2 separate regions of the Ovis aries genome follow, and region 1 is linked to region 2. Evidence: chromatin contacts called from public Hi-C data. All regions are on one chromosome and are shown on one strand. The core of a region is the stretch at or near the end of the contact, and the rest is flanking DNA. Distances in the headings are between cores, read along the strand shown.

Region 1 (7,529 bases), core at 3,736-6,235, 49 kb after region 2:
TTCTCAAATCTGAGCAGTACCAGTTACATCGCTGCTGTTTTTATGTTTGCTTCTGCATATCTTGAGCTTGAAATAAAGATACTGTACTACTGTACTCTTTACAGTACTGTGAAGTACCTAAAAGCACGACCACTTGCAGAGATGCAGGCGTGTGATGCCAGACATGTGAACTAGCTTACGTGATTGGACATGTGAATGCACATTCACATCTTTGAAAGTTTGAAGCTTGAAGGTTCATACGTAGGGGAATTACTGTAAAGTTATTCTTTTCTACTTTACCCAAAACTCTGTCTCCAAGATTCAATTCAGCACCACTGTACAGAGGCTGAGTTTTGGCAGCAATCTTAAGTAGTTTATAGGGGTGAACTTGTTATCCTTTCCTCCTTTATAATCATCATGGTCAACAGTAAGAAATATTTCTACAACTATACTGCATGAGACAGAGCTTACCTTTACTTTACAGGCTAATGTTTTTGGATAGGTTAATTGTGATGCTCATACAAATATAAAGTGAACACATGCCAAAGATTTTATTTAAGTCATTAATTAATGAGAAACTCAATAAGATGATACAGTTGGTTCAAAGGAGAATTCGGAGCAGATATCTATATGTAGACATATAGATGTACAAACAGAAATACTGAAATGAATAGTTGAAAAACTGATGATGATCCATCAGCGATAATCAGTTGCATTCAAGTGGACACAATTTGTCTGTATTTCTCTGGATAAAAATCATTTGTATTTTCATCAGTTTTCTGCAACTTAAATAATTGTAAAATAGCTCAAAGATGATTAAATAGGGAGCTGAGCCCTTGACTGGACACCCAGTAATCTTTATTGCCTATTTTAAAATCATTCACTTTTCTAATTGGAGTCTGTGTGCCCCAGCATTAGCTTCGTGATTCTTTTCACTCCAGCTGTGCCATTAAGCAAAGTCCATGCAGGAAAGGAATATAAAATTCCTAACAGGAAAGCCATTCTCAAGCAAAAGTTTATTGCCACCAACTTGTTAGATCATGAACAGGTTCATGGATGACTGGAGAGAAGACAGAGAAGAGGTTGGCTCTTTGCTTGAGTTCCCTCAATGGCATCAAAGTATCTGAGTGGTCAGCTGGATCCTAGAGAACACAGGAGACAGAACTGTGAGCCATTTTCCTTCAGATCCTTTTCTTTCAACAGCCATGGGTTAGGATCTCCTTTGCTGGAGTGAAACTGTGACACCCAGCTCACCTATGAGACTGAGCCAGAGGGTGACTGCAGGGCAAGATGGACCAAAGTCACACCATTTCAATACGCAAACTTTACAGCCTAAACAATTTAAATGCTTAAAATATTTAAATCATTCCTACCAGCATAAGTTTCACTGGGATTGTAACATCATCTAATTTTAACCACTACATTAAAAGTGTTTTCAAACAGTCCTACCAGTGTTCAACTTAAATCCTCTCTTGAAAATACTGCACTCACATAACTACTCAGCCTAATGAGTGGTCTCTGGAAACCATCAAGGGAGCAAGCTTGCACAGTTTCCCATTAGCTGCAGCAAACCAGCCCACAAGTGGATTTCCCAGGCTGCCTGGTGACCCCAGACCCCTTGGATGGTGCAGAGTCCTCACAAAGCAGATATTTGTTTCAGACACCCTGGATACTCACCCAGATCAGAAAACCTTACCCGTCTCCAGAGAAATCTGTATGCAGGTCAAGAAACAACAGTTAGACTGGTTCCAAATTGGGAAAGGACTATGTCAAGACTGTATATTGTCACCCTGCTTATTTAACTTATATGCAGAGTATATCATGCAAAATCCCGGGCTGTGGATGAATCAAAAGCTGGAATCAAAATTGCTGGGAGAAAAACCAATAATCTCAGATATGCAGACGACACCGCCCTTATGGCAGAATGTGAAGAAGAACTAAAGAGCCTCTTGATGAAAGTGAAAGAGGAGAGTGAAAAAGTTGGCTTAAAATTCAACATTCAGAAAACTAAGATCATGGCATCTGGTCCCATCACTTCATGGCAAATAGATGGGGAAATAATGGAAATAAGAGACAGACTTTATTTGGGGGGCTCCAAAATCACTGCAGACGGTGAATGCAGCCATGAAATTAAAAGATGCTTGCTCCTTGGAGTAAAAGCTATGACCAACCTAGACAGCATATTAAAAAGCAGAGACATTACTTTGCCAACAAAGGTCCATCTAGTCAAAGCTATGGTTTTTCCAGTAGTCATGTATGACTGTGAGAGTTGGACTACAAAGAAAGCTGAGTGCCAAAGAATTGATGCTTTTGAACTGTGGTGTTGGAGAAGACTCTTGAGAGTCCCTTGGACTGCAAGGAGATCCAACCAGTCCATCACAAAGAAGATCAGTCCTGGGTGTTCATTGGAAGGAGTGATATTGATGCTGAAACTCCAATACATTGGCCACCTGTTGAGAATAACTGACTCATTGGAAAAGACCCTGATGCTGGGAAAGATTGAAGGTGGGAGGAGAAAGGGATGACAGAGGATGAGATGGATGGCATCACTGACTTGATGGACATGAGTTGAAGTAAGCTCCAGAAGTTGGTGATGGACAGGGAAGCCTGGCGTGCTGCAGTCCGTGGGGTCACAGAGTCAGACACAACTGAGTGACTGAATTGGATACTCACTGGTAATATCTTTCTCTAAATTAGTTAGAATCTAGCCTGATTGAAACAAGACATTCTTTCCTGTTTACTTTGCCTGAGGGAGAGTTTTGTGTCTCCTAGAAAGAGGGGGCAAAGAGGAGATCTACCATTGTGACACCAAGAAATCTGCTTTCCCAGAAATGCGGCTTTCGCGGAGGAGTTGAACAAGGGTGTGGGTGGAGATACTGGACAGCTTCCTGCAACTTGTGAGTCAGGTCATTATCATGCAGTTTCACCATTTTTTTGGAGGGAACTCCCAGGACTTTGGCTGAGTGTATATACCAACGTTGAATATATGAACAATTTCTAAAATCAAAGCCAGGGTCGCTGTGATGTGGGACTTTCTTCCCCCACAACTCCTTGTCATCTACTAAAATAATTCTGAAGGCTATGCTGGGGTCCACACTCATATTCTTCCATATGTGGTTTACTACATATTCTCAATTTCTAATTTGTGGCTCAAGAAGCCTTGCGACATGGGCAAATTTCCCTTTGACTATGTATGTGAATCACTCATCTGTACATGAAGGGTGGGGTTACCAGATGGTTTTCCCAGTCTTTCTGACTCTACATGTTCTCTTGCAATTGTCCAAACTAAGTCTGAATTTCTTAAAAAGCTTGTCAAGAACCCTGTGCTTGGCCAAGCCCTTAGTGTATGACAGCCTTGCACTAAAGCTCATTTCTCAATTAAAAGGAACTACTAGAATTATTAACCCTGGTGACTCAGACAGTAAAGTATCTGCCTACAACGTAGGAGACCCAGGTTCAATCCCTCGGTCGGGAAGATCTCCTGGAAAAGGAAATAGCAACCCGTTTCAGTATTCTTGCCTGGAAAATCCCATGGACGGAGGAACCTGGTAGGCTACAGTCCATGGGGTCACAAAGAGTCAGACACAACTGAGCAACTTCACTTTCACTAGAATTATTTATTTTGCATCTGTCTCCCTTACTAGACATTAAAACTCCAGAAGGACAGGGTAGATTTCTTCCTTACTCAGCACTATCTCCCCAACACATAACACAGTGCCTGGCACATTCTATGCATTCACTATTGGAAGGAATGATGCTAAAGCTGAAACTCCAGTACTTTGGCCACCTCATGCCAAGAGTTGACTCATTGGAAAAGACTCTGATGCTGGGAGGGATTGGGGGCAGGAGGAGAAGGGGACGACCCAGGATAAGATGGCTGGATGGCATCACTGACTCGACGGACGTGAGTCTGAGTGAATTCTGGGAGTTGGTGATGGACAGGGAGACCTGGCATGCTGCGATTCATGGGGTCGCAAAGAGTTGGACACGACTGAGTGACTGAACTGAACTGAACTGAAGTATTTGCCGAACAAGTGGAAAAGGGCACCAGGGGCTTGGGTTCTTAGCTGCTAGACAGTGGCAGCAAGGAAGCCTGCCAGGGTGTGACTGGGCAAGCTTCCTGAGCTGCTCTTACCTCTAAGGCAGAAGAATACTTCAGGCACCTGTGATCATTGTCTGGAACCTCTTCTGACAGCTGAGGCTGCAGGATTTGCAATACTCCATCCCTAAAACCTTCTGAGCTACAACTGCATATTCTGAGATGGGTAGAGTGACATATCCTCTGTGCAGCTCTATGCCTTCCTGGCTCTACCTGCAGAAATTCTGGGTTGGCCCAGGGTTTCGAAGTCTGCCTCTCATTTCTCCACCCTGTGACTGACCAACTGTGACTCCACTCACACTGCTCACCCTCATTGCACAGAATACTCTCAATCCAATCCCAGGGCAAATCAGCAAATCAGAACCACCACCTGGGCACCAGGCCCAGGGGACGAGTGAGATCTGAACCACACCCTAGTTGTCCTTACCAGCAGTGAACCTGCCTGGTGGGGGATTTTCCCACCAGGAGGAAAGGGCAATTTGGGGTGTGGGGGGTGTGGGGTGTAGTTAGGAAAAGCCATGACCCAGAGAAGTAAACTTTTAATACTTTGATACTTTGCACAGAGGCGGTCCTACCAGAGGGGCTTCCCTGGTGGCTCAGTGGTAAAGAATCCACCTGTCAATGCAGGAAATGTGGGTTGATCCCTGGGTTGGAAAGATCTCTTGGAGAAGGAAATAGAAACCCACTCCAGCATTCTTGTGGGGAGAATCCCATGGACAGAGGAGCCTGGTGGGTTACAGTCCATGGGGTTGCTAAGAGTCCGAGAGAACTAAACAGCAACAACAAGCCCTGCCAGAAATGTCTTTTCTGTTTACAGAGCTAACTGTCCTTTGTACGCTGCTCAGTCACTGCATGTTTTATAGAAATGCAGGACTTGGGCTTTGTGTAAAGTGCAGGACTTTCTCTGCTCATGTCTGCCCTTGTGCGGGAAGTCAGTGGGGCTGCTGGAACTTTCTTCTTCCAGGCTTGTCCCAGAGGAGTTGGAGGAGCCCAGAGAAGATCTGAGAAACTTCCTCTCCCCTCTGCGTCTTGGGCAGCACTGTCCACTGAGTGGAGAAAGGAGAGCTGTGCCCCCTACAAATATGAATGTCCTCTCACCAGAGCACGAAGCAAGAGATTGTCACCTAAAAGCTTCCCTGATAGTCTCCACAAGCATTGTTTCACTCTTGAAATCTGTGATCTCTACTAGAGGTAGAGATCAGAATTAATTAGAATATTCGGAATTTGGAATAATAGTGATTGGGGGACACACAGGGATTGAGTGGGGATGGATGACAGAGACAGAGCTCAGCTGTTCTCTGACAGGCTCATTCTTTGTCTATAGGGCTGAAATGTTTCCCAGGATAAAAGTATGATTAACATCATTTTTCCATAAACACTGTCAGTAGATTATGATCAAAGGCAGTGTGCACTTAAACAAAGATGTGTGGGAGTGAAAGCATTCTCTTTCTTTCCTTTGCCGAATCTCTTCTCAGACTCACGATCCTAGGCCTTAGGGAAATCTTCAATGAATGATGTCAGAAACCGTTTTCAAATGTCCAGCAGTTGACAGTTGATATACATCTCCTGGATGGGATGAAAATGAACAAAGTGCCTCTGTTTTGTAAACTGCCGAGCTGAACTTGTAATTATAACATGTATTTGAAATTTGCATTTCAAATAGTCCTCAACTGTTTTTCTGAGTGTTTCAATCTCTATAGCATCGACACTCATCCGATTCACCCGGATTGTAGATTTCATTTTATGCATCTCTGCAGTCTTTTCTTCTTCTTCAACACAGTATTTTACAAAATCTTTCTGAAAGTCCTTTCTAGTGTTGACAAAAGCACATCCTCTTTTGGAACTTACAGGGAGAGGGAAAATTGGATTTTAAAGTGAATCTGTGTGTGCATGTGAGTGTGGGCATGCGTGGATGCAAACTCTGGAAAGGATGGGGGAGAGCAAAAGGACAAGTGATGGCAAAAAGTGACTCTCTTTTCATAATAAGCCACAGAAATGGAGACGATTTGATCCAGGAAGGCTTACTGGACTTCCTTGAAGTCATTTGTATATTGCTAAGTGATTTGCATATCGCTGGGGCTACCAGGTCCCTGCACTGCGTTCCCTAGGCTTTTTTTCTCCCTTTTTCCCACTAGGAGGATGGTAATAATTAAGCTAGCAGGAAAACACCGAGAGAGAACAAAAGAGGCAGCGGCAGGAGCTCAAAGTCACCTCTTACTTTTAACTCCGTGAAGATCTGGGAACACACCCGCCCTGTCAGCTTCTCAGGAAACGAGGCAGACTTTATTTTCTCGCCTCTAGAAAGGAAACCCATTTGAGGGTTTATGAATGTTGGTCTGTGTCTCAGTCTGAAGTTTAAATCTTTTCAAGCATGCAGTTATTAAGATGCCAAGTTGCCTCACTTAATTACAACCTTTATTATAGTATTGAATACTTTAAATGCACTATTTATCACACCTGAAGAGAAGAGCAGTCTTTCCTTAATGGCCCACTCTCGGTGGGCTGCTATTGACGATCTTCTGTACTGGATTAATTCCTAGTAACTGCCTAGTGAGGCTTCCCAGGTGGCGCTAAAGGTAAAGAGTGAAGCGAGGTCGCTCAGTCGTGTCTGACTCTTTGCGACCCCGTGGACTGTAGCCCACCAGGCTCCTCCTTCCATGGGATTCTCCAGGCAAGAATACTGGAGTGGGTTGCCATTTTAACCTGCCTGCTAATGCAGGAAATGTAAGAGATATGTGTTTGATCCCTGGGTGGGGAAGATCCCATGGAGGCGGGCATGGCAACCCACTCCAGTGTTCTTGTGTGGAGAATCCCATGGACAGAGGAGCCTGGCGGGCCACAGTCCAGTGGGTCACAAAGAGTCAGACACGACTGAAATGACTTAGCATACACACAATGGCCTAAAGGGATTCTTTCCCATGATTTGCAAGCCTGGGGTCACCGGGATGGGACAGGTGGGATGGGTCTTTCAAAGAACAGTAGCTTTTGACTCCCATCCTGCATTTTGAGCTCATGAAGTCAGGAAATGAAGGCTTTAGAACTTCGCTAGTGGTCCAGTGGTTAAGAATCCGCCTACCAATGCAAGGGACATGGATTTGATCCCTGGTTTGGGAAGATTCCACGTGCCTCAGGGCAGTTAAGCCTGTGCATTGCAACTACTCAGCCCATGTTCTAGAGCCTGTGTTCCGCAACAAAAGAAGCCACCACAATGAGAAGCCCCCACACCACAACTAGAGAGTAGCTTTTGTTTGCCACAACTGAAAAAAAAAAAGAAAAAAAACCAAAGGGGAAAATAAAAAAAAATAAAGAAACAAACACCTTGAGTCCAAGCCGCTGTCTTCCCCGTAGAAAGGCTGTATTGGTAGGGGGGCACCAAACAGAGCAGGACAAATCAATTCCTTCCTTAAGAGTCTCTTCTAATTAAAGCCAACTCTGAAGTCACTTTCCTCTG
Region 2 (7,035 bases), core at 1,164-3,663:
ATGTGATAAATATTGACTTGGGTACCTGAGCATTTTGTTATTTTCTATATATTTGAAATTGCCTATTACATGTTTTAATTACATGTTTTAAAAGAAATAAAAATGCATCCCTACAGTCATTATTTTTAGTATACAATTGTGTTCTTTTTTTCTGAGAACTAAAATATACAAACTTTCTCCTTCTGTGTGATATTTTTTCTCAAGTGTACTTTTCAACTTATTATAAAATCTTGAAGTTGGAAGAAAAGTTAGAAGGTGTTTGTTCAAATCTACCGCTTAACACAGGCACCTCTGGATTCAAATAATTATTCCAAGTAAAAATAATTGGTAAAATTTTTCTTTATGCTTAATAATCTGGAAAATATAGCTTTGGTTAACTGGTTATTTTGTTTTAATGGAGTTAGATTCCATGGATAATGACTTTAAAAAGTGAAACTTAATAAATTGCAGCTAACATTAATACTATGCTGAGCACATAATTTTATCTGTAATGGTATAGAAGGCTGCAAAGAGTCTCAAGATCATCATTATAACCATCAATTACCAATATTTTGGTAATACAAGGAGGTGCCAATTTAAAGAGATCTGCACGGCATGATGTCAGATAATATGAATTAAAGGACTACTTGGAGGGAAGGTAATTACCATGTATGCCATGTTGTGGGAGGTGCCTTAGATATACAATTTCATTTAAATCCTGCAACAACCCCATAAGGTAGATATTGTTAGTCCCACTTTTCAAATAAAAGCATTGAAGTTCAGAGAGATTTGAGGTAATTTGCCTTACATGTTGTTAAAAAAAATTATCCTAAATGTGAAAATAAGGCAAAAAGAGTCCTATGTATCCTTTCAACATTATACAGGAGCTTTACCTAATTGGAGCCTACAGATTGTTAATTCTCTTACAGAATGTACCTTTGTTTACCTTACTACTTAGTATTCATTAGTCCTAAACTCTGTGAAATTCTAGGTTAACTTGTAGATTTTTGTCTGATAACAATGCGAATTATTTTTGTCCAGTAGAAAATATAATTCCATGGAGACACATTTCTTCCTCCTCTCCTTGTATCCTTCCTTCCTTCCCATCTATCTATCTATAGCTATGCATTCAATCTTTCCAATTTTTGAACCAGTATTATAATCCTAATGCTTCCTTCATTAATAAATTAAATGAATTTTGACATGTGCTCTTTGTATGTTTGCACGAGAGTCAACTTTTTACCTTATGCTGTCATACTTTGACAGTTTCACAGCTAAAGCCAAGGCTTTGGTTTCAGAGCATGTGTTCTTGCTCTCACAAGCTCTTTTTGGATGTATGTAGTGAACGTCATTACTGAACACTCGAATTTAATTAAGGTACTAGCCCTCTGATGTGGGGGCAGGGAAAAGGACACTGTGAGAAAAACAGTCTCAATTTCCTTCCTCTGGGAAGTGGAAACAATATGGAGGATACCCGTCTCTGGACGTTCATCTCCTAAGACATAGAGGTCTTGTCACTTAGACCCCTGCAGTTGATACCTCCTCCTGCCCAATAAATAGAGGGATAGAATGGCTTACTCAGAGTTTCATTTCATACTATGCATTTTATACATGTATGTTATATACATACACACACATGTAGGTATGTATATGAATATTTGTACTATGTAATTCACATTTCATAGTCTGAGTGATATAGAATGTTTATCATAATGAGTAGAGTCCATGTCCCCATTTGTAATTTCTATCCCAATCTCTCCTCAACCAATTTCTAGCTCTAAAATGAATCTCTATAACCCAAGGTATTTTACAAAGATAATTCTGTTCTATACACTTTAAGGATATACATTCACAGACATATAACATGAAACCCACTCATTCATGTTAGTGAGAATAAGGAATTAGTGAGAATATGGAATTGTGGATGATTTTTAAGAAACTGAAGTAGCATTTTTCTCAAGTACCTATATGTTCTTCTTTCAGTTATGAAACTCTACCCTGTAATTGTTCTTGGGGACTTAATTAATGGGGAGATTAAAATGGTATGCAATCAACTTATCAACAAAAGGAAGAAATGGGCATTTCTTAAGTGATTGCGAAGTTTGTTCTCTTAAACAAGTAAAACAACTCTTACTTTCTTTATAGCCCTTTCCAGGTCATCAATCAACATAGAATAACCTTTCTTGATAGGAGAAACCAAGAGAATTCTTTCAAATCTAAAGCAGGAATATTTGAGGTAAGGAGATTTCGATGTTTCTACATTTTTTCCCCATAGGTTACTTCACTAAGCAAGCTAATTGGGCTTAGTCCATATCCCTGGTAACAACATCTTGAAGCAAAATGTTGGAAAATGTCTCCTGGCAAATGCAACTAGTGGCCACTGCCCTTTTGCCCGGAAACAGAGGCCTGCTATTGTACCAGGCAGAGCCCAGAGGACAACAGGCAGGCGGTCTGGCAGGGTTGCCTGCTGATGCTAATTGCCCTAGTCCAGCAGAGGAGAGAAATTGATGCCAAGTTCTTGCACAAGGTCAAATGTTTCTGGAGGAAGGGAGCCAGGGTTAAATTAGCAGCCAGAATGAGGTAGGAAGCTGGGTGGAGAAACGCAGGCTGGGAGAGGGGGCAGAAGTCTGGAAATTCAAACGGAGACAGCAGTAAAAAGTAATTACTAACACATTTTCCAACTTGGAAAGCCAGCCACATCCCACACCAGGGCCAGACTCGGAGCTCTTCTGTTCCAAGGAGGTTGGAACAGACTCAGGGGACAGGAAGGGACTGTGTAAGCCAGCTGCCTGTGGCTGACTTTGGAGCTGCGCTCCCCAAAAAGGGAAATTCATCTTGAAAGAGAAAGCAAAGGACATTTCTCCTGAAATTCTCCATTCAGAGTAACATTTGCCATACATTTAATGTATCCATCCTTTTAGGACCTTTTAGGATAATTTAGCCGAAAATTATCAAACATCAAAACCAAGTAAAGGGAAACCTTTTAGGAAAATGTAAGCCTTTGTGAACATAAAATATCTCCCTTCTCTGCTGTTCATCAGCTTCACTAGAGGAAAGAATCTGTGGGAGGCACAGATCTCAGGAGAAGAGGAGGAGGCGAAGGAGGAGGCAAAATAAGGGAAAGGGGAAACAATGGTCTCTGGTGTCAGGGAAATTCATGATTGGATTGATTGTTTTGGATTGACTGTTTTGACAGTTGATTTTTATTTTTATTTTCCCTCCAGCTTCAGAACCATGACAGACGATTGCTGAACATCAAATTGATGAGTGAATACTTCATCAGATCTGGTTGCCTTAACAACTAAAATAGCCAAAATGTTAAGACAGTCAAATAAGATTGATTATTTTTGATACAATCCGTGGGTGGCTGACCCAGAAAGCCTCAGCCTAATCACACATATAAACACAGGGGCTGTATCAACAGATGCAAAAGCAGCAAGAGGACAAGCGAGATATCTGTCAATCACCTGGATGCCTCCTGTCTACCGTGTGCTGGACGGCATGTAGAGAAAACACCAGAAAGAGGCTCTGGATTGCTCCTGGGTGCTAGCTGTCACAGGAGGTAGACAGTCTTAAAAGCTGAAAATTTTGATCCTTTCAATTTCCAGCAAAAGGGCAGAGCCTGGCTTGTAATGGAGAGGCAGATTTCCTCCAAATCGTTGTCTAGAGGTGCTGAATCATGCATGAATGTCAACAGATGACGCCAACCATGGCATCATTTCATAGGGGCTTTATCTGGTGTGAACTAAGCGCATTCTGCTTTGTGAATTTTCTTTAAACATCCACAGATAATTGTGCTGTGTCATAGACCAAAAGCGAAATTAAATCTCTCTCATAGAGGATTTGGTATTTGCAGGCTTTCCTGAAGACAAGGAAAAGGAAATTCATTTTGGATTTTTAAAAAATTATTAAGTTAGAAAAAAATCACTATCTCAGGTGTCCATTTGAATTCAACCCACCATGTGCAGAGGGCTAGCTGGATGCCTTAGCATAATTGTTCAGGTACAAAGGATCCTGAAGCTTTACTCTTGTTTATTTGTTTGGTTAGGTTTTTCTTTTCATTTTGAGTTCTAGAAAATTATTAGTTGATAGCTCGATGGCAAGGCAGTCTGTGTTGAGAAAAGAGGAATTGATTAAGAAGTGAGAGACGGTGAGAGACTGAAATGACTGAAAAAGAAAAAGCCTACAAAACATTTACAGTGTAATTTTTCAATACAGATTTGAGTACATACAACATGCAGTTAGAAACAGATGCCTTTCAAGACTATTATTGAACAAAGAATAATTTCTGAGTTTCCCCCTTTTTAAACAGAATCCAAGAAAATATAATGCTATAATCTATATATTAGTCAGCATGGCATGATTTGAACATCTAATTGCTTGACATTTGAAAGAGTCAGTCTCAATGCTTAGAGGACCTAACATAGCTAGCATGTAGCTGGATGTCAGGGAAGAGCAGTCGCAATAATCGTTCATGGAAACAAAACATCAATCAGCAAATACCAATTTGCTAGATTAATTAGCAAGGATGTTAACTGGATATGCATGCATGCATGCTAAGTCGCTTCAGTCACGTCCAGCTTTTTGTGACCCTATGGACTATAGTCTGCCGGGTTCATCTGTCCATGGGATTCTCCAGGCAAGAATACTGGAGTGGGTTGCCATGCAGTCCTCCAAGGGATCTTCTCAAGGTGGGAATTGAATGTGTCTTACATTGGCAGGCAGGTTCTTTACCACTAGCACCACCTGAGAAATCCTAACTTGATATATTGGTATTTAGCAAGTGAATATGTGGGTACTCTGTATGTTTAAAACATGATATCGCATCTTCTTAGATAACTTAATATTTTACAATACTTTTGACTTTTCTATTTTAATTGATGCACACCACGGTTCTTTGGAGGTCGACATCTGCATTGGACTCTACTGGTGAATATATAGCTGTCCAATCATGGCTGCCTTTTCCTTCCAGTGTTGATTGCTAAGAGATGAGCTTTTCTTCATACCAGTGGTCAATCAGTGAACAAGAACATGATGTTACCCAAACATAGACAATCCACTTTGACCCCAGAAAATTTCCTGGGAATTTGAGCTAGGAAATTCCTAAAGAATAAGACAGTGGTGAGAGCGGATATAGAAATGCCTTGATGTGGGGAGAAGCTGGAGAGGCTATGATACTGACTGAGGTTCTAAGAGAACAAAATCAATTTATTAGCAGAAGTGAAAGGGAAAGAAAAGACACAGAGACAGCAGAAGGTGAGCAAGGAATAGGAGGGGGAAACTGAAAGGTAGAGAAAAGCCAAACGAGATAAATGAAAGAAGCATGACCTCCTGCTGCTGAGGTCACTAGGATTCACCTCCTGTTACGGGGCAGCTGCTATTGCTGGTTTGTTTTTCCCAGCAACCTTTACTAGCATGAGGGTGTCTTTGTTCCTTGCATCCAAAGGAGTTTGACTGAAAAACATTGTTATCTTCCATGATGCTATTGAGCACACTAAAGCACAAAGAGAAAGCAAAAGTCCTTTCCTGAGAAGATGGATTGTATTACAGCTCACAGACCGGCAAGTAGGAAGTGGTTGAGTCACATCCTGCCCAGACTTTTCTAAAATTGGTGCTGATGTCAGTTTATCACACTATAGCATTTAAAAACATACTCCCAAATCCTTTGACACTCCTTCCATAAAGAGGTGGTGTCTGTCCCCTGCTACTGAAGCTGAGTGGGAACTTCTGACAGTTCTAACCAAAGAAGAGTAGCAGGAGTAATGCTGCATGATTTTTGAGACTGGTTTAGGAAAGACTGTGCAACTTCTATTTAGTTTTCTGAAAATGCTCTTGGAACCCAGCTACCATGCTATGAGGAAATCCAAGCTGGTCAACATGGAGGGAGTCTCTGGAAAGATCCTGAGATGAGAGAGAGAGACATAGGCATTGTCAACTCCAACCTGTTTCAGATTTGCTCTGTCTCACTGCTTTCTAACAACCCTCCCTTCCACTCCCCTGCCCCCAGCTATTCTGTAATACCTTCAACTACTGTTTGACTGCAGCATATGAGACACCCAAGTCAGACCCATCCAGCTGAGCACTTTTTGGATTCCTGCCCCAAAAAACTATGAATAAAATAATTACTGTTTGTATAAATAAATTCCCTGGTAACTCAGACAGTAAAGCATTGCCTGCAAGGTGGGAGACCTGGGTTCAATCCCTGGGTTGGGAAGATCCCCTGGAGAAGGGAGTGGCAACCCACTCCGTATTCTTGCCTGGAGAATCCCATGGACAGAGGAGCCTGGCGGGCTACAGTCCATGGGATCGCAGAGTCAGACACAACTTAGCAGCTGAACACACAACAGCTTATAAATAATTAAGTTTTGAACATAACAATGAACATTTGGTTACAGCGTTATTGCCAAATGTGTAACAGGCTACATCCAGAACCTGAGAGACCTACCAGCCATCGTACTTCCTCCATAGTGGAAGGGGCAATTTATGATTCTTTGTACTCTACCTTGAAGGGGACGTCCTGGCAGGCTCCAAACCACTGGACTCTGGAAAACTTCATTGATATGTAGGTCCCTGAATCTCCATTAGAGATATTTCCCACTTTTTGGAGTTTGTGTGTTTTACCAAAGCCTCCAAAAATTCTTGGCATTTCTGGCTTATCTGACCTGATTAATATGATGCCATCAGTAAACTGAAGAAATGTGTGGTCCTCTGGAATGCCCAATCATGTCACTATATTATAAGAGGGAGAGAGTTAGCATGGCCGTGGAGCAAGATCCTAAGTCTGTACTGTTGTTTATCCCACACTGAGATCCAGGACTGGACACAGTGTATTATTTACCATGCTAATCTGCTCCAGGAAAGAAACTATTTTGATACCACAGCTACAATTGGGACCACTCCTTGACTGAGTTTGTAGTAAACCACTATCCTACCACAGGCTTCTGTAGGTGCCAGACTGGTGAATTAAATGTGGGTAGGGCAGTAACTGCCAACTCTGCCAGTCTTTTGGGCCCTCCAGCCTGACAGTAGTCTATTTCCCAAGGATGCCATGTTGGT

Evidence for each region. Hi-C and Micro-C count contacts between places; a contact is called where the count stands out from the background.
Region 1: a contact with region 2 is called in a Hi-C map of liver, with 5 times the contacts expected there. The contact joins two enhancer-like sites. A contact is called at or near these places in 5 of 16 Hi-C or Micro-C datasets (blood, liver, skin fibroblasts and 1 more).

Annotation. Positions count from the first base shown.
Region 1 is chr1:173,690,621-173,698,149 of ARS-UI_Ramb_v3.0, forward strand. No RefSeq gene overlaps it. Among named protein-coding and RNA genes, the nearest start is that of CD47, 130 kb to the right of the region's middle. Within about 2 kb of position 4,986, at least 15 of the 54 cell types and tissues checked have an H3K27ac peak or open chromatin away from gene starts, as enhancers often do. A contact at or near this core is called in liver, where this site is marked.
Region 2 is chr1:173,643,833-173,650,867 of ARS-UI_Ramb_v3.0, forward strand. It overlaps LOC132659969 (a long non-coding RNA gene), which reads left to right. Exons shown (of 3, transcript XR_009601082.1): 2 at 2,125-2,215; 3 at 3,204-6,075. Among named protein-coding and RNA genes, the nearest start is that of CD47, 180 kb to the right of the region's middle. Within about 2 kb of position 2,414, at least 28 of the 54 cell types and tissues checked have an H3K27ac peak or open chromatin away from gene starts, as enhancers often do. A contact at or near this core is called in liver, where this site is marked.